Regions from separate parts of the Zea mays genome. Here region 2 is linked to region 1. The links are chromatin contacts, called in public Hi-C maps. All regions are on one chromosome and are shown on one strand. The core of a region is the stretch at or near the end of the contact, and the rest is flanking DNA. Distances in the headings are between cores, read along the strand shown. Region 1 holds the start of LOC100383320 (Glutamate--tRNA ligase cytoplasmic). Region 2 holds the start of LOC103631700 (Zinc finger (C3HC4-type RING finger) family protein).

Region 1 (4,689 bases), core at 134-2,633:
ATTGGGTTGACACCATGGAGTGATTCTCTATACACAAACACAAACGGTTGAATGAGAAATTATATAAACTCCCAAATGGTGAGTCAAATCAAATAGAAATACATGAAATGAAACTAGATAAAAACAAATCGCACTCAATTATCTGGAAAATTACATATTGACACATTCAGTATCAGGGATTGCCATTACAAAGTTGCAGACCCGCAAGAAACAGGTACAAAATAGCAAAGTAGATGTCATATTAGATATACTCCTGCCCTGAGGATGATAGTAAACTGTGTGAAACACAATAGCTGTTGCAGCAATAATTTGTGGACAACTAACAGTGCAATAGTGCATCAGCCATCTCTAGCTCCAAGCAACAACCCGAGGTTGCCATTAGCAGCATCCCCACCCGTATGAACTGTCCCAAAGCTAACTATGATACAAGTGGTATGCTGCTTGCAGCAATTGACCAAAGAGACATTTTAATAAGGGAAACAGAGCATATACCTGAGCAGGGGCAAAGCTACATGTTACCTTGTGGATGCACATGCACCCCACAAAAATCCACCAAAAATCAGTTATGATAGTCAAATTTTCAGCATATATGCATCACCCACATATCATCCCTATGCACCCACAAGGAAGGTGCACCCCCCATATATTTGCTCTCGCCACTGTACCTGAGAAGAAGAGCAAAGACTTACCCAGAAGCAAACTGTAGGGTGGGTGCCGAGCCAGCAGCGAGGCTATGATTGATGGTTAGGGGTAGACCCACAATCTTTGCAGCACAAATTATCGAAATTGGTGGGCTGTCCTTGGAGAATGACAAAGCTGCCTCCATTGATCTTTTTTCTTAAAAATGGTAGGAACCTGAAACCAGCAGAAATCGACACATAGGCCAGCACAGTGTGAACAATTTAGGATAAACTAAATTACATTAGAATCAAGGTATGCCAGTTCAAGTATGATACAAGCAGTAGAAACTTCAAGTGTTTCACAAAATTATCTTCACAATTTGACAAAGCGGCCTTTCATGGCTGTGGAACCAAGGGCGACCCAGTAAATGACATGGGTGTACACATCTACCCAGATTGAAACAACCGAATTTTGTAGGCTTAATACATGCCCATACACCTTTACCTAGATCAGATCCAAATAGAAATGGTAAGTTAGGGTTTGTTGGGTGCTCGGTTTTGCACAGCAGGAAGGAAAGCCAAGGCCCAAAGGGTGGGCGTACCTTGTGGCGCTCGTCGACAACGAAGAGCCCGAAGACGGCGTAGGGCAGCAGCGACGGCCGCCCAGTCGTCGCCAAGAGGGAGATAGAGGGAGTGCGCACACTGGATACCGGCTAGCCGCCGCCGAAGGCAGGGTTACCACCGGCGCGGATTGGTAAAGTTACTGGTGACTAGTGAGTTGTGACTTGCCCGGATGGCCGGACGAACCCTTCAGTGTCTAGCACTACACAGATCTCTGCATGAGCGACGTGCTGGGCTTCTGTATTGGGCGCACTGTCGCATTGGACCGGGCCGTCTGGCCAGGCCTATCAGGCCTTATCGCCCGCATAGGGTTTGTTGCAAGCAGAACCTATCATCCGTGGCTATAAACGAATTTTAAATTTTTTAGTATAAAATTTTAAAGTCACTGTAGAAACTTACTTTATAGATTCAGGATAAGTTGTTTTTTCAGCTTTCATACTCTTAGTTAATATTCATAAAATAATTAGAGAATCACTACTCAAAAATGTTATCCTGATCCTCTAATTATCAGCTTTCATCCTCTATTTCTATGTCTATATACTCCTCCTCCGTATCTATACTGATCAACCGCTTGCATGCAGTCTGACTGAATAGAGCAGACGATGCTATGCTCTTCAAAGCGTCAAAGGAGAGCTTTTGCAGCAAGTCTAGCGAAACTGACTTCAAGGTGAAGCATATATGGCATGCTCTTCGTCATTAGCCCAAGTGGTGCGCACGATGACGACGTCCAGGGGCGGATCCAGAATTTTTCTATGACCTGGGCCAAATCTACCAAATTTTCTTTCCTTTATTTTATATTAGCTATTTTATGCCGTATTAAATAGAGACTTATATAGAGTTACATGGATCAAGCCCCGGGCCACGGATCGGGTGGCCCGGGGTGTAGATCCGACACTGATGACGTCTCCAACTACGCGAGCGAAAGGTCCAATCTCACCTTGAACGGCGATTATAGCTCCACATCACAGGATAGTGTCTGACCATCACATCATATTGACCATGATAGAGCACGAGATCAACACAAAAGGGAAGAGACGAACAACGAGTAACAACTAGTCTCCTGCATTGGAGAAAAACATGTTGAACAAGCTCTATAAGGCTAGGAAGAGGATAACTTAACCAAAATTATTTGAGTAATTCACCAAGTTGTTGGATTGCTCGGCCACCGATATAAACGATGACATGAAAAGAGTCCATAAGTTGATCTTAAAAGGTTGACCAAACAATGAAAATTAGATTATAGATAATAGAAGAAAAGGTATAAGAGGAAGATGACGATGAGTAACAGTAATGAATTAGTTTTTTTTACGAAATATGTAGCTTTTAACTTTTTTAATATTTTCCTATTTATTTTCTGTTTGAATTATGTAAATTTTTAGTTCATTGTGTGATCCAGTGATTTTAAATAAAATATTATATTATATTTTAAATAACGTTCTATGAAAGAAAAAGATTACGCGGCGTTAAGATGACTGCAGCTAATAAAGCTTGATCATGATCAAGGGTGTGTTTGGTTTGGCTTTTGGCTTTGGCTTTTGCCCCCTAAAAGCCAAAAGCCAACCAAAGGGCTGGATCCAGGAAGCAGCTTTTTCTAAAAGCCGACTTTCTCGTAGTGCAAAACTGAAAGCACCCCTAGACCTGCTTTTAGTGGCTTTTGGATGGAACTGTGAAAACATATATCGAAGAAATTTTAACGACTTTTAGTGGTTTCCACCAAACGATTTTTAGCTTTTTAACAGCACACAACCTACAACAGCTTTTTCCATAGCTCACAGCCCACAGCAACTTTTTTCACAGCCACAGCCCAACCAAACAGACCCTTAGTATGATTGGTTGTGCGGTCGATAACTGATATAACAGTCGGTGCACTGGATCGACCTTTGCGGGCATAGCATATTCACGCCCTCCAAATCGCATATCGAGTGAAAAATCATGCAGGTGAACAATGTCACCGCACTTGCCAGGTTCAACGCATATGTAGAAGCGCGGGGAGAGAGATAATCCAATGCAATGCGACAGGCGACAGCCACCAGCATGTATCGGTTGAACCGATTGAGCCTGTGTCTGTGTAGTACTAGTAGACGAACTCGCTCGCAAAATCATCGCGTGGCTACACGGCGCTATGGAATCTGTTTGCTCAGAAAGAGAGTTCGCGAGTAGTATTATTGGTATGCTACTACAGACAGAGACGAGCAGAGGCCACTGTCACGCTCCATTTCGACTGCGGAGGAACCGCTCTCGAGACTCGTGAGATGGCGAGAGAGTTCAGGTTGTTGCCGTCGCCGAAGCCAGAGACGAGTGCGCCGGCTGAGCGAAGGCCGCGTAGCTGAGCGCGTCGGCGCCGCCCTCCTCGTCGTCCGTGTCCCACAGGAACGCGGCGTGCGCGGCGAGCACGTGGCTGTTCTGCGGGGACGCCTTGGCCGCCCGCTCGAAGTAGCTGGAGGCGCGGTCCTCGTCGCGGTGCACCTCCCAGACCAGCTTGGCGTACTCCGACAGGAGCTCGCCGTCGTCGGGGTCGGCGAGGATCGCGCGGGAGTAGTACTCGTCTGCCCTCCTGTAGTCCCCTTTCACCTGAGATCCAATCCAATGCGCAGCGCAGGTAGGTGCCGCCGTCAGAAGAAGAATTAAAAATTTTGTATACGAGATCTGCGCGTCGTCCAAAACTCCAAATTGACGGTAGAAGGCGAGAAGGAGATGCTGCTGCTGCTGCTGCTTGCCTGGTACAGGAACTGTGCGTAGTTCCTGAGAAAGAGGCCGTTGCAGGGGTCCTCCTCGATCATCTTCTTGTAGTGCGTCTCGATGCCGGAGCGGTCCCCTCCGTTCCCCGACGTCACCAAATTCCCGCCGCCGCCGCCGCTCCCGCTGCCGTCGCTGCCGCCGAACCCGCCGCCGCCGTCGGCGCTGAGGAGGCCCGAGCCGAGGCGGTCGATGCCGAGGCCCCTGGCCAGGAACAGCGGGTGCTCCTGCGAGTAGGCGCCGCCGGCAAAGCTGAACTGGCCGAAGCGCAGCTCCCGCTCCACCTCGTACGCGTCTTCGTCGTCGTCGTCTTCCTCCTCTTCGTCGTCGGTGGACGCATGCGGGCCCCTGAACGACTGGATGGTCTCGAGCGGCACCGGCCGCGCCCGTGGCGCGCCCTTGCCGGACGGCGGGAGGAGAAGGTGGTGGTGGTCGTGGTCGTCCGCGCGGCCGCCGGCCAGAGACGCGAGGTTGTCCTCGGAGCACGTGCGGCGCATGCCGGCGCCGGCGCCGCGGCTGCGCGAGCGCTCGTGGTCGGACCCGGACCCGGGCCCGCCCAGGTGGCAGGAGATGGGCGGCGCGTGGTAGGCGGCCGACGCCGGCGACTCGGCGAAGTGCACGGCCGGGGAGGAGACCGCCGGCGAGTGGCAGCCGGAAGGGTGCAGCGCGCCGAGGACCGGCGTGGAGGCGCTCCTCACGAGCATCGTGGCGG
Region 2 (4,276 bases), core at 1,280-3,779, 220 kb after region 1:
CTTGGTTTCTCCCAAAGGTGGCGAGACTGGATCGCTCTAATTCTGGGCTCATCTTCCTCCAAAATAATAATAAATGGAGAGCCGACAAATAGAATTAAACACAGGCGTGGTGTACGACAAGGGGACCCCCTTTCTCCATTTCTTTTCATTTTAGCAATGGACCCTCTCCAGCGTATGATCGATAAGGCGGCTCAGGCTGGGCTACTGGGAAGCGTCCTGCCTAAAGGGGCAAAGCTTCGTTGTTCCCTATATGCAGATGATGCTGGGGTGTTTGTGAGAGCAGACAAGTCGGACCTCAAAGTTCTCAAAACGATTCTGGAAGTCTTTGAAGGTTGTTCAGGGCTAAAGATAAATTTTGATAAAACAGAAATCTTTCCAATTCGTTATCCTCAGTCGCTTTGGTCAAATCTTGCCGAAGTGTTCCCGGGTAAATATGCTAACTTACCTGGAAAGTATCTTGGTCTTCCCCTCCACTTTAGGAAGATTAAAAGGATCTCCTTGCAACCGCTACTGGAAAAAATAAACAACAGACTGGCCGGTTGAAAAGGCAGACTGCTCTCTAAAGCAGGCAAAGAAACATTGGTTAAATCAATATTAACAGCCCAACCGATTTATCATCTTACGGTTTTTCAAGTTCAAAAATGGCTGCTAAAGAAAATTGATAAGATAAGAAGAGGCTTTCTTTGGAAAGGAAACAACCCTGAAGCTTGCAGTGGAGGTCACTGTTTGATCAACTGGTCTACAACATGTCAGCCAAAGAACAAGGGGGGACTGGGCATTCTGAACCTAGAACGCTTCGCAAGGGCTTTAAGAATCAGATGACTGTGGATGCGTTGGAAGAACAGGATAAGGCGTGGATTGGTTTGCAATCGCCATGCGACAAAATAGATGAAGAACTTTTCAATGCATCCACAGTAGTCAACGTTGGTAATGGGAGAACAACAAGTTTTTGGAAATCTAGTTGGATCCATGGTCAGGCGCCTAAGAATATAGCACCAATTCTGTTCAAGAAAGCAAGGAAGAAGAACATCTCAGTTTTTCATGCTCTTAGAGCCAATAGCTGGATTCAGCTATGTCTGCCATGCATACGAGAAGACGAAATAAAAGATTTTGTAACCCTATGGCAGGCTATCAGTAGCATGCACGAACTTAATAACTTGGAGGATTCCATCTCTTGGAGATGGACGACTGATGGTCAGTACAGTGCAAGCAGCGCATATAACATTCAGTTCTCAACAAACTTCTGCACAATGAAAATCTGTTCCATTTGGAAAGCAAAAACTGAACCCAAGTGTCGCTTTTTCGCTTGGACTCTTTTACACAATAGAGTGTTGACAGCAGAGAACCTTCAGAAAAGGGGATGGCCTCACAATCCTTCTTGTTGTCTGTGTAATTCGACCTTTGAAACGACGGTTCATCTCTGCAAGGACTGCCCCTTCAGCAGGGAGGTGTGGGACATAATCTTGTCTTGGGCGAATCTTTCGTCCTTTAAGGGGATCTATGGCTCTGATTCGTTGTACGACTGGTGGAGAAATTTGAGAAGTAGGTGCAACAAGCCTTCGAGAAGATCCTTTGATGGCCTTATCATTTATTTTTGGTGGAGCATTTGGTTAGAGAGGAACAATAGAATCTTTCACAGTCAGCTTAAATCAGCGGAGCAGGTCGCGCTAGTGGTCAAAGAGTTAGGGTGTGTTTGGCATGACTCTGCTCCACCCCAGAGCAGCTCTACTCTAAAACTCTGGGTGGAGCAGCTTTGCTCTAGAGTTTAGATTGTTTCTCATAACCAGTGGCAATGGCGGGTAAATAACTCAAAACTCCATGACTAGGTTGCTTTTTTGGAGTTTTCAGAGCAGCAAAAGAGGTACTCCAAAAAATTGTACTGCAGCTCCAAAAACTCCATAGAGTTTACAACTCTGGAGTTAGGGTGTTTGGCATGCTCTGGCCAGCTCCTCCTTGGAGTTTTGTTCTGGAGCCATGCCAAACAGGCCCTTAGTTGGTTGTTTCCATGGCCTGGCTGGCTAGTAGGTCCGCTTAGTAAATTTGTTCAGGAGTTCGCTTCTAGTCTTGTAAGTCGTCTTGGTTTCTTGTAATTTCCTGTTAGTTCTACTCCTTCTAATATATTGGAGCGGCAAGTCTTTTGCCTCTCCCTTTCAAAAAAACAATCAAGCAAAACTATTTTTAAGACATCAATATTGCATCACCATATCTATAATCGAAATGCTTTGGATATGGTACTGTTGTTTTTTCTTGTTACCAAACGATAACATACGGTAAGAAATTATGGTCAGAATGTATTCTTATGCGTTTAAAATACGGTTAGTAATGTCCAGTCTGCAAGACCCACTACGAGTTAAATTATGGTCAGAATTTATTTTTTTCGTGCTTTGGATATGCTACTAGATTGATTGTCAGATGAGAACCGGTGAATCCAAATATGCCGAAATTGAAGTCGATGGGAAAAAAAGTAGTCCACAATACTTTTCCCACTCCCAGGGACAAAACGGGAAGTTATCATTTGTGAAACACACACTACCTCTCTCTCTCCCCCTTCTCTTCCTCTCCGTTTATATTCCTCTCCACGGCCTCTCCGGCTCTCGCTCGCTCTCCCGCGACGACCAAAACCCCGACACCGAACCGCGCCAGCACGCCACGCGCCCCGCGGCCACCGCAAATTCCGCCGCCTCCCGCAGCGATGGCGAGAACCATTCAGCCCCGAGCCCCGCTCTCCTGATCTCGCTCGTAGCCAACAATTCCTCCGCCGACGCCGAGGCCGAGCAGGCGCCAGCATTTCGTGCGCTCGAAAGGAGCCCCGCCGTTCGTGCCCCGAGGACCAATGGCGGCGGCGTGGGCCCGCGCGAAGCGCGCACTCGCCACCGGCCTCTGCGTCGGCGTGCCCGCGCGCCAGCTGGCCATCGAGGACGCGCCGCCGGTGGTGGAGGCGCCGTCTTCGGTGGCCGAGGACAAGCTGGAGTCCGCCCCCGTGTCCGTGCGTCGGCTGACGAGCTTTGGGAGCCGGAGCTCGCAGCAGGTGGGGATTCACCATTCATCTTCCTCTCTCTCTCTTTTTTCTCTTTTTCTTCCCTGTTCTTCTCGATTCATGTGGCGTGCCGGATTGTGTGTGTGTGTGTGTGTGTGGAGAACTGGAGATGCGGAAGAAATGTCTGCTTTGCCGTTGGACTGCGTCCGGATTTTGGGAAATATCGCCGTGTAAAATTCCAATCAACAAAGATGGCGGTTTTGGTTTGGTGCTCGTCAAACATCCCCGTTGACTACTACTATTAACTTTGGAGGTTGATCAAAATGGCACACGCTAGCATGCTCCCTCGTTTTCGTTTAGATTCGTTAGCTGTAGGCGTTCCCACGGTTTTCCTGAAGAGCTAGCACTAGCAGGCGGGAATTTGGAAGGGGAGAAGAAACAAAAAAAACTTAGCCCCCGTTTGGTTCGAGAATCGAGAGACTAAAGATTAATTTCTTTATTTTAGTCTCATTTAATCCCTAAATTATTAAACGATAAGATTAAAACAGGGAATAAACTGATTTAGTGAGTCATTTAATAGATTCTGAGTACTTTTAGTCTAGAGACTAAAAGGAACCAAACGGTCCCTTACTAAATAGAAGAAATTCGAATTGCCGGGTGGGTTACTCACTAGAAATCAGATATATAGCCGCTCGTCTTACCATGCTACATGTTTCATGCAAGTTTGTTAGACTCTGATTCTCTGAAGAAAGCTGCATGAGTGCATGCAAAGTCTTGTGGTACAATTTCTAAAACCATAAGCTAACATGTTTCGGTTGATTCACGTGCCATGTGGCTGTAAAGGGTTTCCCCTAGTTTCTTCCCCCTCGTAGAAACCGTTTTCTGGCTCATACTGTTTTACTGAAAAGGAATGTGGTCTGCTTGCTTGGTTGGTTGGTGCAGGGCATCTTATTTGACCCTCAACTGCTAGGAAAAGTAAAACTTGCAACTAGAGGATATTCCGATATGTACTCGTGGGGCAAACAGGTCTCCATCCTGGTGGTTGGAGCTCTTCAGTAGCATCCCAGCAGGTCTCGCTGGTTTCATTGACCTGTAGAGAATAGTTTGCTTCTGATCCTTAATATATGAAATAGGGAAATGGATTTTTATATTGTCACATGTACTTATAACAGATAATAATCAGTAGGGGTTTGCATCTCCTATTCTTTTTTTTAAAAAATATATTTTTATGCCAATCTAGTTTTCTTTATTTGGAACGATGAACAGCTAGCCTGCCTGTTCAAGAAAAAAAAAGGATTA

What was found. A called contact is a pair of places that touch in the nucleus more often than the background predicts.
Region 2: a contact with region 1 is called in a Hi-C map of ear, with 2.2 times the contacts expected there. The contact joins the promoter of LOC103631700 here to the promoter of LOC100383320 in region 1. A contact is called at or near these places in 3 of 25 Hi-C or Micro-C datasets (ear, leaf and tassel).

What each region holds. Positions count from the first base shown.
Region 1 is chr1:8,947,628-8,952,316 of Zm-B73-REFERENCE-NAM-5.0, forward strand. It overlaps LOC100383320 (Glutamate--tRNA ligase cytoplasmic), which reads right to left and starts at 1,384. Exons shown (of 7, transcript NM_001361997.1): 1 at 1,223-1,384; 2 at 690-855; 3 at 1-27. The coding sequence starts at 826. LOC100277637 reads right to left here. Exons shown (of 2, transcript NM_001151149.2): 1 at 3,959-4,689; 2 at 3,374-3,812. The coding sequence starts at 4,681. The coding sequence ends at 3,507.
Region 2 is chr1:9,161,902-9,166,177 of Zm-B73-REFERENCE-NAM-5.0, forward strand. It overlaps LOC103631700 (Zinc finger (C3HC4-type RING finger) family protein), which reads left to right and starts at 2,530. Exons shown (of 2, transcript XM_008652703.4): 1 at 2,530-3,028. The coding sequence starts at 2,834.